Linked DNA regions of Mus musculus: all the other regions are linked to region 2. The links are chromatin contacts, called in public promoter capture Hi-C maps. All regions are on one chromosome and are shown on one strand. The core of a region is the stretch at or near the end of the contact, and the rest is flanking DNA. Distances in the headings are between cores, read along the strand shown.

What was found. Promoter capture Hi-C pulls out the DNA fragments that hold promoters and counts their contacts.
Region 1: a contact with region 2 is called in a promoter capture Hi-C map of pre-B cells. The contact joins the promoter of Zfp787 here to the promoter of Gpi1 in region 2. A contact is called at or near these places in 3 of 39 promoter capture datasets (cranial neural crest, frontonasal cranial neural crest and pre-B cells).
Region 3: a promoter capture Hi-C map of second pharyngeal arch cranial neural crest shows a contact between it and region 2. The contact joins the promoter of Zfp865 here to the promoter of Gpi1 in region 2. A contact is called at or near these places in 3 of 39 promoter capture datasets (the C10 cell line, cranial neural crest and second pharyngeal arch cranial neural crest).

What each region holds. Positions count from the first base shown.
Region 1 is chr7:6,154,318-6,158,168 of GRCm38.p6, reverse strand. It overlaps Zfp787 (zinc finger protein 787), which reads left to right and starts at 2,204. Exons shown (of 3, transcript NM_001013012.2): 1 at 2,204-2,324. It overlaps Gm36371 (a long non-coding RNA gene), which reads right to left and starts at 950. Exons shown (of 2, transcript XR_391130.2): 1 at 1-950.
Region 2 is chr7:34,228,489-34,232,411 of GRCm38.p6, reverse strand. It overlaps Gpi1 (glucose-6-phosphate isomerase 1), which reads left to right and starts at 2,076. Exons shown (of 18, transcript NM_008155.4): 1 at 2,076-2,320; 2 at 3,039-3,129; 3 at 3,416-3,484. The coding sequence starts at 2,199. It overlaps Gm12762 (a long non-coding RNA gene), which reads left to right. Exons shown (of 2, transcript XR_881947.3): 2 at 1-1,230.
Region 3 is chr7:5,018,653-5,022,025 of GRCm38.p6, reverse strand. Zfp865 (zinc finger protein 865) reads right to left here and starts at 1,650. Exons shown (of 3, transcript NM_001290426.1): 1 at 1,371-1,650.

The sequences.
Region 1 (3,851 bases), core at 955-3,454, about 28 Mb after region 2:
ACGGGATCTTCAAACTGTGCGTTCAAGTAAATCCTTTCCCCTTAATTGGCTCTGGTCAGGCATTCTGCTGCAGCAAAGAGGAGAAGTAACTTATTACAGAAATAGCCTAGGAATTGGCTGCGTGGGTAATAGTCTTTAACTTTGCTTTAGATTGAAATCGGGAAGAGTCAGCAAGCTCATAAAATTCATATGGATCATAGAACTCAGAGAGTTACAAGATTCAATAGCTATGGCCAGGAAAATGGCTCAGGTAGTAGAGTGTACTTGCTGCCAAGCTTGACAACCGGAGTTAGACTCCCAAGACTCACATGATAGAAGAGGACCAACCAACTCCTGATAGCTGTTCTCTGACCTTACATGCACATGCATGGACACACACACACACACACACACACACACACAGTGCCTGCAAACCCCAGAAATGGAAAAAAAAATAATCCCACACAAATCAGATACAAAAAGTGACTTGAGGATAGCTGGCTGGAGTTAGAGAAGGAGTACACCCTGAGCATCACGGTGGAGTCATAGTGGGAAAGGAGATAAGGAGATAGGAGGGGCAAAACAGAATTGCACATTTACTAGAGTTTAAACAAAAACAAAAACAAAAAAAGATAAAGTTTGGAGAGACAAGAGAAAGCCTGGGGTGCCCAGAGCCTTGGTTCCTTGTAGTTGTCACTGAAAGTGGCACAAAGCTGTTCCCGTTAGGGTTTCGTGGGTACTAGGTGAGTGTGTACCCCTGAGCCTTTGAGGCTCACCATGGAGAAAATATGTATCTTCAGATTACTTGGTTTAGCATTCTAAGAATTCCTCTGTGTGGCCCAGGACTCGGGATGGAACAGTAACTACCGTGGCTGTGTCTGATGCTGCCAGTTTGCCTTTTAGTTTTGTTAGCTTTGAGCCAGGAAGGGATAGTTAATTTTTTTTTTTTTTTTTTTTTTTACTGTCCTCCGTTTACTCTTTACCTTTGGGGCCATTTTAATACCCCTGCTGTGGGTTCGCCTTTAGCCTTTTGATCAGTTACAAGCAGCCTGTGATCTTTATCACCCGTTGAAAGGTCCTGGCTGGTTTATCTTTAATCTAACCACGGAAGTCCAGCGCTTGAACATGAATTACAGGCAGTTTGGACATTTTCCATTACAGGGCTCAGCATAGGCCTCCTCTTGAATTTTCTAACTCTCTACACATCCTTAACAGTCTGCTGAGCAAAGACTTCTGGAGCACCTTGCTAAGGAGATGGCTATGCTTTCCATTTTCTTAGCTTGTCCTCAGGTGTCATGTATCGTTTTGCCTGTGGGCTTTGCTTCTTTAGGCTGCCCAGGATTTTCTCTGGTGCAGGAGGAGTTTGTTTAAAAAGTCCATCCCTTACTTAGTCCAAGTGTCAGCAGCACCTGACGCCTGCTTTTGTAAAGGTAGTTACGTGATGATGATACCATTTGTCTCAGAGAAGCTGACATTGACTTTCAAGTTTCAAATTGTGCCTTGGAAGCAGATATCTGTAGAGGGTCCTTTCATTCCTTTTCTTCATCATCAGCATCCTCCAAACTGTGATGGACCTTTCTTCTAGGAGAGTAATAAGTCATAAACACTTAATTTGGAGCCCTACTCTGAAGGTTCGAGGTCATTCTTGCTATGTCACTTAGTAAGGTAATGTGACCTCTGGTTCTCTGCAAAACAGGCCGATTTCAAGATGAGGTCGTCCCAAAATGCAACCCGCACCGGAGGCTCGAGCGGAAACATTTTGGGGAAAAACTCCAGATCTCGTGAACCGAATTTTTTCTTGAGACCGGCGTTGGCCTGGAAGCGCCCCGGGGCGGAAGGGGTTACGATGATAGAGACGACAGGAGGACTGGAGTAGTGGGAGCGTCGCCGCGGGCAGCTCACCGCGCAGGCGCGAGCGACGAGGCTGGGTTGGGGGCCGCCCCGACACCCGGAAGTGTGCGCCTAACGGGTCGAGCCCAGCCTTCTGTCCGGGGAGGGGGCGGGGCCCGAGCCCCTCGGAGCGAGGCGCCATAGAGCAAAACGGAGGACCTGGGTCCTAGATAATTCCGGAAGTAGCGTCCCGAGGCGCCTTTCCGTACCATAGAGCCGGAGGGGGTAGCGGTCAGGGGTCCTGGAGCTCCTCTGCCTAGAGTGGCGAGGTAGCGGTGGCGGCCTGGGAGGGGGAGGAGAGGGAGAGGCGCGAGCGGAAGCGGCCGGGAAGGTCACTTCCGGCCTGGGCGCCCGTCCCCCTGACCCCAGGGTCTGAGTCGCCGCTGCCGCCGCTGCCACCATCCGCGAGGCAGGCGAGAGGAAGAGTGCGGCGTGACGGCCCCGGGGCCGCGGAGGTGAGGGCGGCCGCGGGCTCAGGGGGGCGTGCGCCGAGTGGCTGGGATGAGAGCGCGTCGGGAAGCTGGGCTTCGGACGGGGGTGGGTGGGGAGGCGGGAGGGCGAGCGCGGCAGAGCGGACTAGTGCGCGTGCGTGTCGTGTTAGGGGTGTGTGTGGGGGGGGTGGGCGTGAGCGGGCGCGCGGCCGGGGAGTTCGCGCGCGCGCGCGGGAGAGATTGGCGCCGCGGCCTGGGACAATGCGCGTGCGCTACTCCGGCGGCAGTGCTGGGCCGGCAGGCACCTGGGTTATCCAACCGGTGGGGTCCGGGCCACCCGGACTGGACTTGCAGCCGGTCATGGCCGGAAGTGCCAGGGACTTGTTGCGGGGGCGAGGCTTGATGTGGGGAGAGACCCCGCCGCCTGGATTGGGCTGACCGGAAACGGCGGCCCATGGTCAGTCTCGGCCCAAGTTCTCCCAAGTCCTCTCCTTCCTCAAATCGAGTCGCCTGGCCCGTTGCTGCCTCGGGGGCCATGCGCTGGCCTTTGATCCAGCGAGTAATTACGGGATGCAGGTGGCGGGAGGCTCATTCATCTATTTCCCCCGCGCGTGCTGACCGGCGGCAGGAAACACGTCCTGGGAGGGGAAGCGCCAGGCCAAGGTCAGCACCGTGTGGGTCGTCCTGGGCCGCCTGGACTGTTGCCTTCCTCCCCTGGGCGGACACAGGGCTGGGTCCAGCGCGGAGCCCCGCCCCTTAGCAGACCTCCCGCCTCCACCTCCAATCTGTACAAGAGTTAGGTCATAGGGTGACCCCCAAGCCCCGGGAATGTGTGCCCCAGCACTTACAAAAGGTCAGTCGGAAAAGTGATCCACAGACGAAGAAGTGAGTGGGGAGTGAACTGACACCTGTCTTAACACCAGGATAGGAAAATGAACATGAACTGGGGTTGGAAAGCAGGAGCTGAGACCTGACCCAGGACGACCTTAGGCGTTATTGCCCAGGTCGTTATTAAAAACGCAGACCTGATGGGTTCCCCCAACCCCTTAATTTCTGATTCAGGCTCCATGTTTGGCGTTGTTGAGAATCTAGCTGAGATCTGGCCTCTGCTCTGGGGAAAGCTTTAAGCCTCTTGGGTCAAGTGCAGGTAACTTTCCCCTCCTGCTTCTCTGGAGTCACTGAGTGCTGTGCTGCCATGGCCCAGAGAACTTTCACATTAGATTCTGACTTGGTTTATCTCATGTGTTCTCCATCTGAGCAGAGAAGGGTATATCCTCAGGCTTGGCCCATGGTGAAATTCAAGAATGATTTGCAGCTACTGGGAATATTGCCCACGAGCTCTGAAGCTCAATTCCTCGCTTCAGCTCCTAAGTTCTGCAGCCATAGATAAGAAATTTCATGCCATTCCTCACGAGGACACAATAGAGGTGTTAAAGTGATACACCCAGAGCAAGGGTTTTCATACTTTTGCTTTCAGGCAAAAGTTCAAAAAGTCTCTGGAGCCAGCTCCTGAGTTCCAATTTTGGCTCGTTTATGGTTCCGTGACCTTGG
Region 2 (3,923 bases), core at 827-3,326:
CCTTTTTTTTTTTTTTTTTTGAATAAGGCCTCTCTATACAGTCCTGGCTGTCCTGAAACTCATTCTCATTCTTGCAGACCAGGTTGTCCCTGAACTCAGAGAGATCTGCCTGCCTCTGCCTCCAGAGTGCTTGGATTAGTGGTGTGCGCTACAGCTGCCTTGCTTTTTTTTTTAAGGTTCGCCAGCCCCTCTTTTAAAAACATACTTTATAAAAATTTCAGCTTCTTTTTTGAGTCAGGGTCTGTTGGTGAGATCTGGAGCTCACCCCTGAGGCCAGGCTGGCCATTGAACCCTAGGACCCTCCCGTTTCTGCCTCTCTAGCACTGAGATTGCAAAAGGCCACCATGTGCAGGTTTTTCCATGGGCTCTGGAGAGTAAACGTGTCCGTATCCTCGCATGCTTCTGAGGCAAATGCTTTACAAAATTCTCAGTTCCTGTGTTTTGGGTTTTTTTTAGACGTGATGGCTTCAGATTCCTATGTTGCTGACCCTGGCCTTGAACTCTCGATCTTCCTGCCTTTCCTCCCTTCATGCTGGGATTATAGTGCCACCCCAGTGCCTGCCACCCCAGTGCTAGATGTCCAGCACTGTTTGGGAAGCTTAGCAAGTATCAAGACTTACACATATTTCCCGCAGTCCCCCGCAAACACTTCACCTCACCTACTCGTCCTCATTTGAAGTCTCCCTTGTCCCTCGGACTTGTGGATAAGAATCCAGTTTTTCTAGGAAGTTGGATCCTAAAGTGCATATCTTGCCCTTTCTCTCTAGGCGATTATGGATCCCTCACTCATTCCATCCTCTATGTCCGTCTCCTCCTGCTTGACTGAAGCTCCCTCCCTCAGGACCTGCTTTAGCTCACTGAGCTAACTGATCCATTAGGCAGTGTGTCAGATAAAGTCCCTGCTCCATGTGGACTTGTTCAGTGGCTCCTCATCTCTAAACAGAAATCAAAATTCTCACAATGATTTGTAAGCCACTGGGTGAATTCCCTTCTCTAATGTCACCTCTATGACTTCTTCCCCTAATCTGCTCCACTCCAGCCACATGTGTCTTCTGTTTGTGGGACATCTATGGGTGCTGTTTGTGGGACATCTATGGGTGCTCTTGTCTCAGACTTTGCAGTGTCTTTTCCCTTTGACTGAACACTTTCCTTCCAGGTAGCCAACTGGCTCATTTCTTCCCCTTCATGCTTTTACTCAAATATAATAAAGAGTGAATTTTTTTTTCTTAACCATTTAGTTAAAGGAAATGCTTATTTCCAACCTGCCTTTAAATATATATACATATAATTTCATTTTTATTGTGTGGTGGATATTTTATTAATTATGTGTGGGAGTGGACATACAATTTTTATTATGTGTGTGGGGTGGGTATATAATTTTAGCATTAATTATGTGTGGGGTGGGTATGAGCATAAGGATGCAAGTGCCATTGGTATTCCCATTGGTTGCAGCGGGAGTTACAGGCAGTTATGAGTACTGGGAACCCAATTCAGGTCCTCTGCAAGGGAACTATGTGTTCTTAACCACAGTTTCATCTCTGGGGCTTCATCCAGTTTGCCTCTTCTCAGGAGCACTTGCCAGCTCTGAAATCCCATAAATTCTATTTACTTATTTGGCTTACGTACCCACAACACTTGCTTTAGTACCTCTAACCAGGAAGGCATTCCATAAAGTTCTGCTAAATTGGGCTCAGCCGGTAAGAGCACTCAACTACTCTTCCGAAGGTCCTGAGTTCAAATCCCAGCAAACACATCCGTAAGGAGATCCGACTCCTTCTTCTGGAGTGTCTGAAGACAGCTAGAGTGTACTTACATATAGTAAATAAATTCTTTAAAAAAAAAAAGTTCTGCTGAATTGAATACATGAATGAATGAAAGAAGCAAGCGGATCTGGCACGAGAAACTCCGCCTCTGCCCTTCAAGTCACTTCCGAACAGAAGCCAGCCAAGGTTCATCGCAAGTGGCCACACTTGTGTTACAGAGAGGCCAGCAGAGGCCCCCAGATCTACAGCTGCCGGCAAGGTCGCCTAGCGGACGCGGAGGACAGAGGTGGGGCGGGGCCGGAGGCGGGGCGGGGTCGGACGCCTGCGCCATAAAGCCCGCTGCGCGCACTGGTACCGACTTGCCGCGCGCCGCCGCTCCTCTTTCCTTCCTCTTCCGAGCACGTCCTGCTCCGTGTACCTCTCGGGTCCCTCGCCATGGCTGCGCTCACCCGGAACCCGCAGTTCCAGAAGCTCCTGGAGTGGCACCGCGCGAACTCTGCCAACCTCAAGCTGCGCGAACTTTTTGAGGCGGATCCGGAGCGCTTCAACAACTTCAGGTGCACGCACGGGGTCGGGGCTCCCGTGACCCCCCCCCCCCCAGCAGCCCTGCAGGGCCCAGGCCGGGGCCGCACTTTGTCCTTGATGCCTCCTTGGAGTGGGTTTTGGGACCCGCGTGCTAGCCAGAGGGCCGAGGCTGCTTAGTCATTAGGAGGAATCGGCTCCTCCTTGGGGATCCCTTCGCCCCCGCCTCTCAGTCTCAGCCATTTGAGTAGGGATTTCTAACCACCCATGAGGAGGAGCAGCCGCTGCTGGCTCGACAGGCACGAGAGAGCTGTCCCCTCCCACCTGCTCCTAGTGGGCTTTGGTCAGACAGGGTGGGTAAGGCTGAGATTTCCTGGGAGCCACGGTGTAAAAATAGAGCGGCGGAGGCAGGATGCAGAGGCCAGAGAGACTTGTGAGCGACTGCGAAATAGAAGGGAGGGTGGAAGAAATCGTACATGTGATGCATCTTCGTGCCTTGTCACTGATGCCAGGAGGCGAGGGACCTGGGATGACCACCTGTGGTTCCTCACTGGACGTCCCTGATACCTCTCCCTGGGTGTTTCCTTGTAAGTTTGAGATGTGGAGCTTGAAGGGGGAAGTTCTGCCCAGGATCTGTCTACATCTTCTTTCTGTGGCGTGGCTTCCTACACTACTTAACACTGCTACAGGTCAGCCTTTGTGGCCAGGCACTGCCGCTGGGGTGTGACCAGCAGCGTCTCCATCTTTCTGCAGCTTGAACCTCAACACCAACCATGGGCATATTCTGGTGGACTACTCCAAGAACCTTGTGAACAAGGAGGTGATGCAGATGCTGGTGGAGCTGGTAATGTTCTGACTGGGGAGTTGTGATCTCTGGGTTGGGTTGTGGGTGGGGGCTGCGCTTTGTTTTGGGTTCTAGGTCCCGGTGTGGAGTTGGTATCCCAGGGATCTCCAGGCCCCCTGCTGATTGAGCAGACTCTTTGAAGATGCTGGAAAAGGAATCTGTCTATGAAGAACATCTGTCAGCCTCAAGGGGGGGGGGGAGTGGGGGGGGAGGGGGGCTGGACTTGTGATAGGTGATGAGGATGGGGGATGGGATACAAGACCTCAGCAGTGGCTTCTCTCCCTAGGCCAAGTCCAGAGGCGTGGAGGCTGCACGGGACAACATGTTCAGTGGTTCCAAGATCAACTACACCGAGGTAAGCAGTTACACCCGCCGCCCCCCCCCCCTCTTCCTCCTCTTTGCCGACCGTTATCAGCATCGCCCTGTGTCTTCACCCTTGCTCTTAAGCAATGCTTTTGCCTCACGAAGGTGCTAAAGGCTTTTCTTTGGGGGCAAGAGAGGTTGCAGAGCTTTGGGGTGTGATTTCTCTGAGACTGGCAGCCTGGACTTGGCAATCAAATTGGCACAGTTCCTGGTGTCCAGGGAGGGGCACAACCCAAGCCTGAAGGGAGGGATTTGCTTAAGGCTGGCTGAGACATGGCTGAGACATTTTCTTGGACAACTTCAACCTTGATACTCTGATGGATCCTTGCTACAGGTTGTTCTAGTGACAAGAAAAATCATGTCACCAAAGCCCTTAGTTTCTTTGACAGTGGAATGAATAAGAGGTGAGAGTATGACAGCGGTTGGGAAAC
Region 3 (3,373 bases), core at 401-2,900, about 29 Mb after region 2:
CATAGCTTCATTTCTAATGTCTGCCTCTTCAACATAGCACTCGATGTGAATTTTTGCCCATTTTATTCTCTGTATGAAGTAGATGCTTATTAATCAGGTGTTGAAAGTGTGAACAAGGAACAAGTGAATGCGGGAAGAATCTTATGAGTTCGGTAGCGCTGACCAAAAGCCAGGCAATTTATGCCAAGGCTTTTTTGGATCAAGCCTTCTCTGATTCTGGTCCAAACTCACTGCTACTCTCCCACACCACATCGCCATGACCTCTGGACCTCTGGATCAGCTGTTCCCCAGATCTGTGAATGGCAAGATTAAATCTTGTGTTTAAGCATTCACATCGTAGCTCACCAGACTCTCAGAAAACCCACAGAGCAGCACTGTTTCTGATCTGCCTCTCAACTAGGCTGTAAGCACCCTGTAAAATGAGGGCTCGTTGCATCTCTCTCCTCTCTGAAACTGCAAGGCCTGGGTATAGAATGGCGGTGTTCATTCAGCGAAGAATAAAACCTATGGGAAAAGATGTAAGCAGAGCCAGGTCTTTCCTAGGAAGTTTGGGGACAATGTCAAGAGACTTGGCCAAAGATGGGGTCAAGAGCTGCTGATACTCCGGGAAGGAACATTCTCTGCTAACTTGCATTGTCCTGGGATTGCAGAAGCCAGGATGAGGGGAGGGGGGGGAAGTGGGCCAGGAGTGTTTCATGAGAATCTGATGCTAACCAGGCAGATGTTTCTCCCTAAACGGGTAAAAGGCCATGGTATTAAAAAACTCTGGAGGGAGCTGTCCCCCTGGGGGGGGGCGGGGGAGTTGAATTTGAAGAGGTCTTTTTGGGTCAGTTGCAGGAAAAGGTCCTTAAAACGCACTTTTAGCATGGGCCAGAATAGAAAATATTTTTTGCACCCACAAAGAGGGCATGGGGAGTGGGTTGTGTGTGGTCAGACATAGTAGGGGGCAACCCTAGTCACAAAGTACTAATGCTACACCCCCTGGAAGCAATCCTACAGTAGATAGGAACAGAGGGTTCAGGAGCAGCTACCCTGTAAGCACAGCCAAGCCGGTGGCAAGCAGAGGATCTCGTGGAGGAAGCTGATGAGGCGGCAGGGAAAGGATTCGTGGGGGGCCCTGGCACTTGAGAGGTTCTTTACTAATGAAATCGAGCTGTTAGCCATCCCACGGTATTAGGGGGCATCTACGGGTAAGATATCTGGAGTGATCTTGTAGGGGACTAGTGGTTGGGGATCCCCTGCCTCGGGCCCGGCAGTGAAGCACTGACATTCTTGGGGGGGGGGTGCGTTCTGGGGACTGCGGCAGGGCAGGGCGAGGCCCCCCGCCCCCGAGGAACCCGGGTCCCCGGGCCGCACACCCAGTCACTCACCGGCGCTGGGGTCTCCGCCGGGAGGAGGCTGAGGAGGCGGAGGAGGTGCCGCCGCTCCGGGGAGACCCGAGGGCCCAACCGGAAGTGCCGCCCCTTCCCCCTCAACTCCCCACCAGCCCCGCGCCTCCTGCCCGGAAGCGGAAGTCGCGCCCGTTCCCCCAAGCGCCGGCGTGGAGGATGGTGGCGGAGGAACGGGTAAGGGAAATTACGCCGGCACTAGACACGGGAGGGGAACAGCCAAGGCTGCTTCCGGTGGGCGAACGGGGCCTAGTGCGCATGCGCCCATTGCGCCCGCTTCTTCTTAGGGCACCACCCACAGGCTCCAGGCTTCCGGTTAGGACGCACCCTAGACTCGGGTCTCAAGCCAAAGCCTCGCTTCCTAGGCTGGACCACGCCCATCTCTGAACGTCCCGTTATAGGCCGGTCGGATTCCTTTTTCTGCACCTCCGATTAGTTTGTTCTATTCTTTCTTCGCTCCAAATCTCTACTTTTGGAACTCCAGCCTCTCAGACGGGTCACACCTACAAGCCACGCCCCCTTCTAAATCCTGCCCCTTACACAAAAAAGCTTTGTACAGCCTGTTGCATATAAGGGACATCGGTTTTCTTTTGTGTTGTTGTTGTTTTAAACCTTTTGATTTATTTCTTCTTTTGAGACAGAGCCTCCTCACACTGTGGTCAGGGTGGCCTTGAACTCCTTTTTTTTTTTTTTTTTTTTTTTTTTTGGTTTTTCGAGACAGGGTTTCTCTGTATAGCCCTGGCTGTCCTGGAACTCACTTTGTAGACCAGACTGGTCTCGAACTCAGAAATCCGCCTGCCATTGGATACCAAGTGCTGGGATTAAAGGCGTGCGCCACCACGCCGGGCTTCAGGGTGGCCTTGAACTCTTGTATAGGCTATAATGGCTTCAAACTTGCAGCAATACTACCAGAGCCTTCAGGAATTCTGGGATTATAGTGATGACTCTTTAATGACTTGTATGTAGTCCTGCCTCGCACCTTGAAAGCATTCCTTTAAAGTTAGTTGTTAGCAACCATTGGCATCAATTAGCTCAATGCTCTTTAACTCTTAACCCAGACTTACTGAATATAAAGCGTTGGGATGGATCTTAGGAATCCATTTGAATTGAAACACTTCTGATGCACTCTTAGATGAGAACCACAGCTTTGGCACACTTTACACTTAGCCACTCAGAGCTCTATAAATCTTTCTTAATTCAGCCCCATTACACTACAGACAGCTAAGCCTAATTCTATGCATCCAAGCTCTCCCTTGTTGTTTTTCTTCCCTCTCCATGGCCTGAATGGCAGTCACGTCTAACAGTTAAGCCTTGGCCTCTTTTTTTTCTTTTTGTTTTGTTTTTGTTTGTTTGTTTGTTTTTTCGAGACAGGGTTTCTCTGTGTAGCCCTGGCTGTCCTGGAACTCACTCTGTAGATCAGGCTGGCCTGGAACTCAAAAATCCGCCTATCTCTGCCTCCCAAGTGCTGGGATTGAAGGCTCAGCTTCGCAAGCCTCTATTAAAAGATCTCTTAACAACAACAATCTTGAACTCTGCTTCATTTTGAAAGTATTTCCTTTAAGCCCCACCCTTCATTTAAATACCATTCATTCCCTCTAAATTGCTTTCTGCCAGCCAAGCCTAAACTTCTTTGACCCTCAGACAAATTTTCAGCCTCCTCTTGGGTTGGGCAGCTCCAACCTAAGTTTTTACTGCACAAGTTTTGAACATCATCTCAGCCCTGCCTTCTCAAGCTCACACCCTTCTCTCTAAATGCTATTGAGATGGTCGATGCTGTTCACACTCCTCAAATCACACCCTCCAGCTGGCCATTGGCCCATACATCAAGCCCTCAACTTAGTTTTTCTTTCCAAATAAGAAGTTCTCTGGAAAAGAAATGGGAGCAAAAAGTGTCTATGGAGAATTTGGAAGAATTTAACTAGGATGGAGCCTTGACTCACGTTTGCATAGTAGGTCAAAATTTTTGTAGTACTTGTCTGGTGGAG